2 separate regions of the Triticum aestivum genome follow, and region 1 is linked to region 2. A link is a contact called in public Hi-C data. All regions are on one chromosome and are shown on one strand. The core of a region is the stretch at or near the end of the contact, and the rest is flanking DNA. Distances in the headings are between cores, read along the strand shown.

Region 1 (6,318 bases), core at 3,777-6,276, 170 kb after region 2:
ATCTTATTACAACTGAAACTGAAACTCCTAAGAATATGACAAAGTGTGACGGGGTTGGGATGACCCAAACGAGCATGCCAGAGATCGACGCCGGCGGAGAGAGCGACCAGTGCGGTGGTGGAGGTGGACGGCGGATGCACCAAATAGAGCTCGTCAAGGCTGTCACATCGGCGAAGTACCATCCTGGTTCGAGCGTCCTTGACACAAAAGCCAAGCTCATCAAATTCAACAGTAACAGGATTTTCACGAGTTAAACAATGAACGGAAACAAGATTCTTAATAAGATGAGGTGACACAAGAATGTTAGACAAAGTAATAGGAATAGAAGTAGAAGGAAAAGAAGTGTGCCCGACATGTGTGATAGGTAGTGAGGAACCGTCACCGACAATGATGCGGCGGTCGGTGGTGACAGGAGTGAAGGAGGCAAGATTACCAGGATGAGCAAACATGTGAGCCATAGCCCCGGTGTCCATGTACCAATCACCGCCTCCAGTGTAGTTGTTCGGTGTAGGTGCAGCGTGCAGCGCAGCGAGGAGCGCCGGATCCCAAGGTGTCGGCGACAGGGCCGGCGAGGGCGGCGGCGGGGCCGCAGGGAGACCGTAGGCGCCGCTCATCTGCGGCGGTGGGTATCCTCTGTACAGCTATGGAGCCGCGTAGTACGCCTGGTGCGCCGATGGGCGCGGCATGGGAAGCGTCGGTGCAGGAGCCCGTGGAACTGGCATGGTGTACGCATGGACGACACCAGTCCACGGGTTGCAGCCGGAGGCTCATGGGGCGGCACCTAGAGCGGCTGCGGCGCCGAAAACTGCTGCTGCTGCTGGCCAGCTTGCTGCGGCTGCTAGTGCTGCTGCTGACCGCCGTGGCGGCCACTGCGCTAGCCCCCGCAGTGCTTTTTAGCGGGAGGAGCGGGGGGCGCGGGCGGGCCGTACGGCAGTGGCAGGAGCCCTGGCTGCTGGGGCACCGGGAAGGGTGCCTGATGACGATGTTGGGATGTCGGGGCAGCGGGAGGCGTCGGAGGCCCGCCGCGGGTGGTACCGGCGGTGAGGGCGGTGTGGATGGCGCGCGTCTTCACCTGCTTCATCCGCCGCTCCTACAAGCGAAGGTACGCAACAAACTTGGCGAAAGACGAGTTGGGGATGAGGCTGAGGTTCCCCGCGGCGTTACCGAAGTCCTCGTTAAGCCCGACGGTGAGCGTGCTGAGGAGGAGGTCATCATCGACCTTGGCGCCGATATCACAAAGCTCGTCAGCGAGAGTCTTAAGGCGGCGACAATAGTCGTCGATGGAGGTGTTGTCCTGATGACACCCAAAGAACTCTTGCTGCAGAAAAACGCGGCGCTGGAGCTTGTTGTCGGTGAAGAGCCCGTTCAGCTTGGTCCACACGGCGCAGGCATCATCACCATCCATCAGAACCGTCTGGAAGAGGTCAGGCATGATGGTGAGGAAAAACCAGCGGATGATCGTGGTGTCGATGGTGGACCAGTCGTGAAACTCGGGGACGAGGCTGGAGTCGACGGTGCCGTCCACGTGGTCCATGAGATGGTACTCCCGGAGCACGAGGGAGAAGTACGTCTTCCATGTGTGGTAGGAGGAGTCCGCCTGAAAGAGACGAACCGGCACCCGCTCGAAGATGTTGAGCTTGCGGATGTCGTTGACGTCGGGAGGGTTGGCATCGGCGAACGGGTTGGAGTTGGTGGACGCAGAGGAGGTAACTGACGACATGGCGCGGCGGCAGCAGCGGCTTCAGATGACACAGATGCAGTGCAGCGGGAGGCTGACGAAGCGAGGTGACTCGGCGCGGGCTGGCGGGGACGATCGCACGGGCAGACGAGTTGCGTGTCTGGGCGATCGCGAGAGCTGGCGAGCGGGTGGCTGGACGATCGTGAGCTGGCGAGCGGGGTTAGCGGGCGGCGGGGTTGGGTGCCGGGTGCGCGGGTTAGCGGGCGGCGGGTTTGGGAACGGGTGGAGCGACGCGGGCGATTGGCGGTGCTGGGCGCGGTGCGAGCGGGATCGATTCCCAGCTAGCTAGCGACACAGCGCGGGCGTGGAGAAAAGTCAGCGGGACGCTGGCTAGCTAGCGACGCTGCGGCAGCGTAGAGGAAAAGCAGCGGAGCGAGGCGGCTGGGTAATGGTGGCGGCGGCAGCGCGGAGAGGTCGCGTGGCGGCGGCGGAAGCGAGAGGAAAACCTAAAAAGTTGATACCATATTGGATGTATGAATTGCACGATGTATTAATTTGGTGCAATGTGCACGGTATATATAAATATAAGGTAGGGTCTCTACCTCAATCTATACAACAAACTAGAGAGGTGGGCCTAATATACAAAAGACAATATACATGCACGAATATCATACTCATACACAGCCTGCTATTCCAGTAAACAATTGGATATGATCAAGAAAGGTAGAAGGGATGTCTAGGAGGCTGTTAATATTTCAACGAGGAATTTAGGGACTTGGCAACCTCTTTCGTCTGAGGTCATTAAGATCAATGTTGATGCCTGCTTTGTGGAGAACATGAGTGCTGCCAGCGTGAGGGTTACTGCTAGAGATCATACGGCTAAGTCATCATTTCTTTTAGAGATTTTATTAGGCTAGGCATGTGTATTGATGAAGCGGAGTTTTGTGTGTGCCTTGTCAGGCTCTATATCGGTATCAGTCTCAATAAATCTATAATTGTAGAATCTAATAGCTTCTTTGTGGTTTCCTATCTTGCAAATGATATTCTTAACAGGTCCTCTTTTATTGATTTTAAGAGGGAAGCGCTTAGCATCATGCAAATAATTTCAAGATCTTCAAGATCAATAGCCAGTCAAACACGACGGCTCATAAGATTGCTAAGTTTGGTTATGATAATATGTCTAGCGGTTTTATTATTCAGTTTGACTAATTCACATCTAGATGTTTTTTAAGGATGTCACATCTAAGTTCCCACAAATATATAATGCAGCAACAAGAAAAAAAAAACTAAGACAAAAAAAATAGATCACGAACAGAGTGTACATGAGCTTAGATGTGACATAAATGTGTCCTAAACAGACCCATTATTATTTATAGTATTCCGCCCTGCGCGACGTATACTGTAATGAACGATTGTAAGCATTTTTAAATGTTTTTAGGGAAAACACTTTTTAAATTGATTAATACTATATATGGGGGTGTTTCTCGAAAAAACAATCGAGAGAAAGGAAGCTTGAAAGGAAAACCAGCGAGGTGAGAAAGCTCCAGCTGAATCCAACCCTTTCCACTTTCGCGCCTTATCCCGTGGGATCTCCGGATACGCCGGCCCCACCACTGAACCTTCTCCCTGACGCGGCCGCCTCGCACTGGTCTAGCGTACGGCGCCCCGGATCTCCACGGGCCCCCCAACGCTATCCTCCGACGTGGCCATCCCCGGGCCACGGCTTCCGCAGCCGGGAGAAGCAGCGCCGCTTGTACGGGGGCGTCCGTCGGTGTCTCGGCCAGCGTCATAGCGCCGCTAGTGGAGGAGGGACGCCGACGGCGAGCTGTTGCTTGTATCGAAGGACTGCTGGGTCTGGGTAGGCGAAGGAAACGTCTTCGGCAGTGACTTGTTCTGTTCGTATGTGCATTCTTGGAATGCTGCGACAACAATTGAGGGATGAAAAGGGCAGTCCATGGCGAGGAGGGTGAAGCTGATCACGACGGCTGTTTTAGCTGGTTCGCTGAGTTGGCTCTCGTCTTATCCACTTTCCAAAATCTGCATTTTGGCCTTCGGATGAGCTCTTCATCGTCTTTGGCCGTTCTTTCCTTTCTAACTATTTTTTGGCCGCGAACCGATTGTCTCTCAGATGGTTATATTTTCTGTGGTGGAACCAGCCCATTAGAGTGCAAATTATAGATCATCGGTGCTCGCATTTTTCTTGGATTTATTGCAAGTTTATCGGCGATGTTCATTCAATGGGAGAAAAAAAATCCATCGACTACGAGCCGTCTGTAATGACTTCATCAATCTCAAGATAACGTGTTGACTCGGTCTCAAGAGTAGAGTGTGCGCATCCATTCATAAAAATGAGTGTATGTGCGCATATATAAGTGTTTACACCTGTACTATATTAAGAAATAGTATTCCTTTGATACGCTTTTGTTTGTGTGGACCGAGTGCATCCTGTCGCACCGGGTTCACTTTTTGTAGCTCGCTTAAATGAAAAATATATATCATAACATTACTAACAATGTGATTGTAAGGGACTAGTTAGAAACCAGTCGACTGAAAATGTGATTTGGGTCAGCTGACTAGTTTCAGCCATCCGATGAAAAACAGACGTATAGATGAGTGTCTTCGACCTCAAGCCATCGTCTTCTTTCTTCGAACCACCGAGCCGCCACCATCCCTCAGTCGGCGATGCTCCCGAGCCAGCCTCGCCACCCCGCCCTTCCCCCACCGCCGTGCTGCCGCCCCCCACCAGCCATCCCTCTAACCCCGGCCATGAAACATTTTCTCCGGCAAACCTGCACCGCCCTAACACCCCTAAGATAGATAGTGGGGGAGCTTCTCTGGCGAGCTTCTTCCTCCCCCCCCCCCCCCCCCCCCCCCCGACAGTTTCTTCACTCAATAAAAAATCGAATGGCCCAAATTCCAAATGTAGGCGACTTAGGGCCTATTCGGCAATGCCCCAGCTCTCAACTCCCAAAACTTCTCGTGAGAAGCCACCCCGAAGGCCCGATACTCGTGAAGCTAGATTCTAGAAGCAACGTTGAGAAGCTGAATCTTTGAAGTTTGGGAAGCTTGGAGGACTTCAGAACACGCTTTTACAAATAACTATTGTGTGATTGTAAATGTAAAGCCAGTATTTAACCACGTGATGTAGATTACACCCACAAATGTGTTGATCAAATAACCAGTGTAAAGTACTACGGAACATGCATAGGTTGCCATCAAACATGACGGAGGGCAGCAACTTGTCCGGATTGTCTCCGGGCCGCTCCTTCCAGGGAACAGAGCCACAGCGAACACTGGCCACAAGTCGCATGCATGCCGATGCCGAGAACCAAGACGCCATCCAATCCAATCAAATTCCCGAACCCCAAACACATGCACGTACCTGTCATGGACACGCTGACCTAACACCAGCCATGCAAAAATGGAGCCCTCCGCCATCACAAGAAAATACTTGGACGGAGAATTTATTTGGAATCTCTATATATCCCGTGGTGTTCTGGATGCTGCCTCCCGGGGCAGAGCTCGATTGCACGAACGCACGCCTTCGTCTAGCTCTAGACACGTACGGCTCTCCGGTGCCTTGCTGTCCATGCAAGCTTCTTCCAGATCCAGCTCCATGGAGAGGACCAGCCAGTGGTACGTGACCATGTCTTTGCACAGTGCGAATTGCTTGCTCGTCCATGTCACTCGTACGCTCATGTCTCGTTTCTTTGAATTGGTTCGAGCAGGGTTTCGTCGCAGGACGTGCCAACGGACCTCATCGTCCGGGTCGCCGGCGCCGCCTTCCCTCTACATAAGGTTAGTCGTCTTCCACCTCCCGGTCGATCTCTCCAACTCCTCCTCACGTGTGTACAAGAAAAAAGTGTCGCCGGTGATCATGGTCTGACGTGGGCACAACTAAATGCTTCCCGTGCAGGCGGTGATGGTGCCCAAGTGTGGCTACATCCGCAAGGCCGTCGCCATGGCCACGCGCCCCGACCCCGCGGCGACCGTCGAGATCGAGCTCGACGGCCTGCCGGGCGGCGCCGACGCCTTCGAGAAGGCCACGCGCTACTGCTACGGCGCCAACTTCGAGATATCCGCTCGCAACGCCGCCCCCCTCCTCTGCGCCGCCGCGTTCCTCGACATGCAGCCGGCCGACGGCGGCCTCGCGCGCCGCGTTGAGGAGTTCCTCGCGCAGGCGGGTCTCCGGACGCTGCTCAACGCGATCGCCGTGCTGCGGTCCTGTGAGGGCCCGCTCCTCGTGGCCGCCGAGGAGCTCGGCGTCGCCCGGCGCGCGGCCGACGCCGTGGCCCTGCGGATCTGCAACGAGGTGCTTTTCCCGACGCGGTCGCCGCCGGAGTGGTGGGCGTCGGAGCTCGCAGCTCTCTCGCCAGCGTCGTTCCACAGGGTCTTTGCGGCGCTGCGCTGCCGACGCGCCGGTCCTGAGGTGCTCGTCGCCGCGGCCACCGCCTACGCGGAGCTCCTGCTGGCCGACGGCAAAGCTTCCGACCACCGCGCCCTCCTCGAGTCTGTTGTCGCCGTGCTCCCTTCAGCGAACGACGCGCCCCTTCCCGCAGCGTTCCTCTGCCGCCTCCTGCACGACGCCGTCACCTCCGAGGCCTCCGCCAAGACGTGCCGCGACCTGGAGCTCCGCCTCG
Region 2 (6,412 bases), core at 2,204-4,703:
TGCATAAGTTCACGAGGTCACGGAACTCGCAATTTGATCACCAAAACATACATCAAGTGGATCACGTGATATCCCGTTGTCACCACAGATAAGCACATGCAAGACATACATCAAGTGTTCTCAAATCCTTAAAGACTCAATCCGATAAGATAACTTCAAAGGGAAAACTCAATCCATTACAAGAAAGTAGAGGGGGAGAAACATCATAAGATCCAATTATAATAGCAAAGCTCACGATACATCAAGATCGTGCCGAATTAAGAACACGAGAGAGAGAGAAATCAAACACATAGCTACTGGTACATACCCTCAGCCCCGACGGTGAACTGCTCCCTCCTCGTCATGGAGAGCGCCGGGATGATGAAGATGACCATCGGAGAGGGATCACCCCCCTCCGACAGGGTGCCGGAACGGGTCTAGATTGGTTTTCGGTGGCTACAGAGGCTTGCGGCGGCGAAACTTCCGATCTAGGTTTCTTTCTGGAAGTTTTAGTATATATAAGACGTTTTGGCGTCGAGAACAAGTCAGGGGGGGCTCCGAGCTGTCCACGAGGTATGGAGGCGCGCCCAGGGGGGTGGGCGCGCCCCCACCCTCGTGGGCAGCCCAGGACTCTTCTGGCCCAACTCTTTTACTCCATATCCTTCTTCTGGTCCAAAAATAAGTTTCGTGAAGTTTCAGGTCAATTGGACTCCGTTTGGTTTTCCTTTTCTGTAAAACTCAAAAACAAGGGAAAAAAACAGAAACCGAAACTGGCACTGGGCTCTAGGTTAATAGGTTAGTCCCAAAAATCATATAAAATAGCATATAAATGCATATAAAACATCCAAGGTTGATAATATAATAGCATGGAACAATAAAAAATTATAGATACGTTGGAGACGTATCACATCCTGCAGTAGTGGTTGAGCCTAGCTTATTTAGGTTTTGTGCTTGATAAGTTAAATGCTAATTTTATTTCGCATTTATTCAAGCCTAAACCATAAATGTTTTTAAAACGCCTACTCACCCCACCTCTAGGTGACGTCTAGGTCCTTTCAACCGGAACCCCATCATGATTAAGGAGTCGGTCTCAGTATGAAGGACCATTGGAGCCCCACCCCTTCCTTAGTTGTGTATCGGTTGTTTGTCACCCTTCGACTACCCCTTTGGGCTCTCTAGTGTTGTAGTGTTGTCCAATTGCTCGGTGCCCTTCGGCTACGTCGATAGTATCAAAGTTGTCATGGTTTGGTCAAAGTTTTCTCTTCCATTTGCGCATCCCATAGTTTTTTGTCACGGTCTTTGCACTAGTTTGCTTGTGGTGCGCGAGGATGGTGCCCACAATGTCTAGGCTATGCATTGATTTTTGATGGCGTTCTTGTGTTGCCTTGGCGAAGCAAAGGTGCCCCTCATTGTGGGCTTCCCTGGGGTGTCCTCATTGTGTGTGTGTGTGTGGAGGGAAGGGTGCATAATTGTTTTTTTGGTTCTCTGTTTTCTGTAATTCACGTGTGCTTTGGTTCATTTAAACCTATCTCATAAGAGGTTGTGAATCTTCATAAAAAATATAGACGAAAATATTCATATGTATATCTCCTTGACTATTCAATAAAAAATTATTGTTTTAATTACATTTATAAATACCCCTTATGGGTGACACAATGGCAAGCTTTACTCTACTCTAGGATGCTAGACATGACAACTCATTGGGTTGACAACTAACATGCACTATTTAGGGGCATACAAAGGGTATGCCAAATTTCACCAATTCAATATGAATTATATAAAAATGTATCAATGAACATGTATGGCTAGGGGTTGTGCATCATATTGAATGCGTCCTTAGTAAACACAGCTTGACTTGTCTACCTAGCCAGGTATGACATCGTTGTGACATATGGGGCCATCTTTGTCAGTTTGTGAATAATAACATGGAGTAGAACACAACATCTCAGTTGAGGTGAAATTTACTCATAGAAGTTTTTTGTAAAGAGAATTTGTCCAAAAGTTCGTCGGTTCAAAGAGAACACTTGCTCTGCCTTTTTCGATCGAAATATAGATGTGGTAATATTAGATTCCATCTCTCATCGATGAACTTTACAAAAGACCCTTGAACAATTATAGCATGGGTCGTCTGTCGCCACCGCGACGAAGCCGGCAATCCCGCCTCGCCCCATCCATCTTCTTCGACGCCGCGAACCGTCCCTGCACGGCAATCCTATGCCATCACATCCTCAACATCGTCTCTATCCAGGAAATCTGATGGTCGGAGGTCTCTCCTCCCAAGGAAAGGCAACTAGTGTTTATGCCTCCCGCCGGCGGGGCCGCCGATCTACCACGTCTCCTATGGCCTTAGAGTCATGGGTGCGCGGTGAATCCTGATCCTTGTTGGGGGGAGGCTCCATTTTTAGATGCTTCTTCAAGTTTTGTTAGGGTTTCTATCTTGTTCAGGAAGAGATGGCGGTGACTCGAAGATGAAATAAGGTTCTCCCTGCCTAGCCCCCATCCCGGTGGTGCGTCTAGCATCGTCAGAGGGTGTGTGGAGGTGTGTCTGCGGCGGATCTCGCGGGATTCAGTCGATGGTTGTCTTTGGTGGATCGTCTCGGACCCGGTCTTCGTTTGTCTTTGTTCGTGTGTCTTCAGGTCAGATCATTTCGATCTACGCTTCTCTTCATCGACGACGGTTGATATTCTGGTGTGTTGGTCTTATGTGGCCTGAGCACGACGATTTTTCGACTGTTTACTATAATAAGTTGTGACCTGGCTCTGGTGAGGGAGGGGCGATGAAAGTGGCACGCTTTCGGCTCAATTCAGTGCTTGTAGTTGTTGCTAGTCGGTGTACGGATCTGAATGCAATTTTTATTATTTGTGATGTTCGTTGTGGTGTCATGATTGAAGACAAATAGATTAAAAGTTTTCCGTAAAAAAAATCTAATGGCCGGAGAGTATATTGTGATTTTATGAAATTTATCCATTCCATTGTTGCGCCAGTAGACCCGTTAATACCGTTATAGAACGATGATAACCAGGTCTGGAATCCAGTCGTTGGCAAAGGACTCGACAAAAGTCTAGCAATCACGCTCACTGCCGGTGGGCTTCAGCTCGGTCCCACACCTCAGCGACCTACAAACATAGGGCTTTACAAAAAGACCGCACCACCTCGCAAATCATCTCTCTCAGGACAGGAGCATCCAAACGTTGGGAGCAAAGGCGTTCTCCGCCGGCCGCCCGAGCCGGCACGCCCGGCCCCACAGGTCAGTCAGCAGCACCGCCATTCTTACAGAAAAGCCCCCCTCCGATCTCCCGTACACAAACGAACCCCTCACGGCTGGACCCCACTCTCCAGCGAGCAGAAGCCCAGCTGTCCAGGGGCAGAGCGGTAACTCCGCCGGGGCGGACGTGCCAACTGTGAGCCCGCGTATTTTATTGCGGGAAAAAACCAGGGGGGGATTTATTTCCATCCGAGCCCCTGAGAAAATGCGTCCCCATTAAAACCTCTCTCCTTCCTTCCTGTCTCTCTCTCTCCCTAAAATCTCTCTCCTTCACCTCACTCTCTCTCCACCCCAACCCCCGCTGCCGAATCCCCAAACCCCCGCCGTCGCAATCACCCGCCCGTGGGGGCAGCCGCGCGCGGATTTCTGTGGACTCCGGCGTCCCCGGCCCGGATTGATCCCGCCGCCCCTGCTCCCCTCCTCCCGATTCTCGCCATCCAATCCTTCCTTTGCTCCCTTCCTTTCCCGGCCGCCTCCCTGGTTTCTTGCCGAAATTGCCTGCCACCTGTTTGGACTCCGGACGCGCGCATAACTTGCCTCGCCATTGCGGCTGCTCTGCTCAGCCCGGCTGCTTCCTTGGATCTGCTAGCTCGCCTGCCGCCGGCCTCCGGGCCGCGCATGCCCGTCCTCCCCCGCTCCGAATCTCGTCCTCGTTTCGGAGGCCCTCGTCGTATGCGGATGAGGAGGGGATCCTGACCTGACTCTTGCTCGGCTCCGGCGGTCCCCTTCTTGGATCCTCGCTCGCGGCGGAGGCGTGCCGGGATGGGTTTCTTGATCTGCGCCTGCCTCCTCCAGCTGCTCTTCTTGGGCTCTTCTCCGGCGGCGGCGCAGTCGCCGTCTCCGGCGAGGGCCCTGGACGCAATGCTGCAGGGCTACGCGTACCGGGCCTTCGTCCGGCCGCACACCGGCATTGTCTACAACGGCACCGTGCCCGCGGACCTCGCCGGCGTCGCGGTGTCCGGGCTCCGCCTGCGCAGCGGCAGCCTGCGGAGGAAAGGCTTCTCCGACTATTTCGAGTTCAGCATCCCCCCTGGCGTCATCGTGCAGCCGTACGTGGAGAGGGTGGTGCTCGTGTACCACAATTTGGGCGAGCTGTCGGAGAAGTACTACCCGCTCCCCGGCTACACCTACCTCTCGCCCATTCTCGGCCTGCTGGTCTACGACGCTGCCAACTTGTCAGCAGCGGGGTTGTCCGAGCTGAGCATCGTCGCGTCAGGGAGCCCCATTTCTGTGAGTTTCAGCAATGTGAGGGCGGTGCCCCCAGGCAGTCCAGCGCCGCAGTGTGTCTGGTTTGATCTGGATGGCGTGCCACAGTTCCGGGGCTTGGAGGCAAACAACGTGTGTGCAACGTATCGCCGAGGGCACTTCTCCATAGTGGTGAACTCCAGTGAGGTTGCTCCTGCTCCAGGGCCTTCAGGCGCAATTGCCCCACCGATACCGACTAATGGTGGTCGTGATAAGGGTAGTTCGGACGCATGGAAGATTGCTGTCGGCGTTGTTGGGGGCGTCATTGCATTGGGTCTGTTGGCTTTGCTTCTGGTATGTTTCGTCAGATATAAAAGGGAAAAGAAGATGGAGGTGATGGAACGAAATGCGGAGGTCGGGGAGACTTTGCGCATGGCGCAGGTTGGGCGGTCGCAAGCGCCTGTAGCGTTGGGAACGCGAACAAAACCTGTGATTGAGAGCGAGTATGTTGTGTAGTTGATCTTTGGTGTTCTGCAGAATTCAGGCAACAGCAGCAATGCTCTATGATGATGCCCTGAGATGTGGAATTGTCCACCGGTCAGTTGAGGCAGAACGCATTCCATGTCAGTGAGGGTGCTGTGAATTGCTAGGTTTAGGGTTCAGCCGCTGCTCCTTGCGGGTAGCAAATTCTTTTGGCGGTTCTTATTAGGACTTGAATTGTTCTGCAATGGTTGCTGTTGATGTTCATAGTCGCCATGTTCCTTGTTGGGTTCATCTGCAAGCAAGCAATGGAGAAGAGATATTTGTCATGCCAGATTTGGAATCCTTCGATTATTTTTTCATTGTTGTATTCAGAAGGAAAATGGGCCTGGCAATAAGGCTGAGGTAATATTCATTGCACATGCCATTGTGCTGTTCCAGTGAAATTCATACAGGTTCCAACTCAATTCCATTTTGGTGCCTTTTAGCTTCTCCTGTTTGGACAAATGTTTAATACAATGTAAATGTTTACTCATTTAGTTTGGTTTGGTAACTAATCTGCTTATTTAGATTTCATTGTTGCTTGTTTTAAACATGCAGTCTGTATGCAGTGAGAACCTTCCTTTTTTCTTCTCAGAAAGGTTCTCATTTCTGTCTGTACCTTCTTGATGATCCAACCTTGTGATTTAAGAATTAACATGCAGTCTGTGTGCAATGAGAACTTTCCTCTGTCTTCTGAGAAATTTTCGCATTTCTAGTTGTACCTGATTGATGATCGAACCTTGTGATTTAACATTCAGTCTGTCTGCAATGAAAATTTTCCTTTGTCTTCTTAGAGATGTACGCATTTCTAGCTGTACTTTCTTGATGATCGAACCTTATGATTTTTTTTCCAAAGTAATACTAAACTCTTGAACTTACAAGGGTGTCATTGTTATTGTTTGTCATTAACAATTTTAGTTTCTTTCATGCTGAGTTGGGTAAGAATGGCTTGAATGCAGCTTTATAAAATAGCAAAAGAATGTTTAATTGGTGTAAGTGTGATCAAACATCAAAATGAAGATAGAGCAGATGATTTGATAATTCTCTGCTAACAAAAATGAGAGAATTATATTTGTTGGTATAATTTTGGGTCAGTCTGCTGTTTCAAAGTTAGTTAGCACTTTAGGGTATTATTTTTCCAGCATAGTGTTGTTCGCGAGGCATTGGATGATGGACGGCGAAAGCAAGGTGCATTTACATTAGAATAATTTAGTTTCAAGTTCGTTGCATAAGTCCTGTCTTTAGTATTGCTCATCACCTTTACTTAGGCTGGCCATGGGTCTGTCCTCTGTTTCTCGCACTTTAACAATCGACAAGGTAATTTAACAAAGGCACTTGACCGAAAGTCGAAACTCAGGTGGAGATACTTGTCACAAAATCCCCTTGGGTGGAGGTCATGAGCAATCTATAATTCGACAGCCTGCCTCTGGTCCAACCTTTTGGAGCATGCTGTGCTCCTT

The links. A called contact is a pair of places that touch in the nucleus more often than the background predicts.
Region 1: a contact with region 2 is called in a Hi-C map of leaf, with 4 times the contacts expected there. The contact joins the promoter of LOC123086450 here to the promoter of LOC123086448 in region 2. A contact is called at or near these places in 3 of 5 Hi-C or Micro-C datasets (leaf and an unstated tissue).

The regions. Positions count from the first base shown.
Region 1 is chr4A:473,051,547-473,057,864 of IWGSC CS RefSeq v2.1, forward strand. It overlaps LOC123086450 (root phototropism protein 2), which reads left to right and starts at 5,027. Exons shown (of 3, transcript XM_044508213.1): 1 at 5,027-5,314; 2 at 5,407-5,476; 3 at 5,595-6,318. The coding sequence starts at 5,100.
Region 2 is chr4A:472,879,022-472,885,433 of IWGSC CS RefSeq v2.1, forward strand. It overlaps LOC123086448, which reads left to right and starts at 3,454. Exons shown (of 1, transcript XM_044508212.1): 1 at 3,454-5,463. The coding sequence starts at 4,008. The coding sequence ends at 4,946.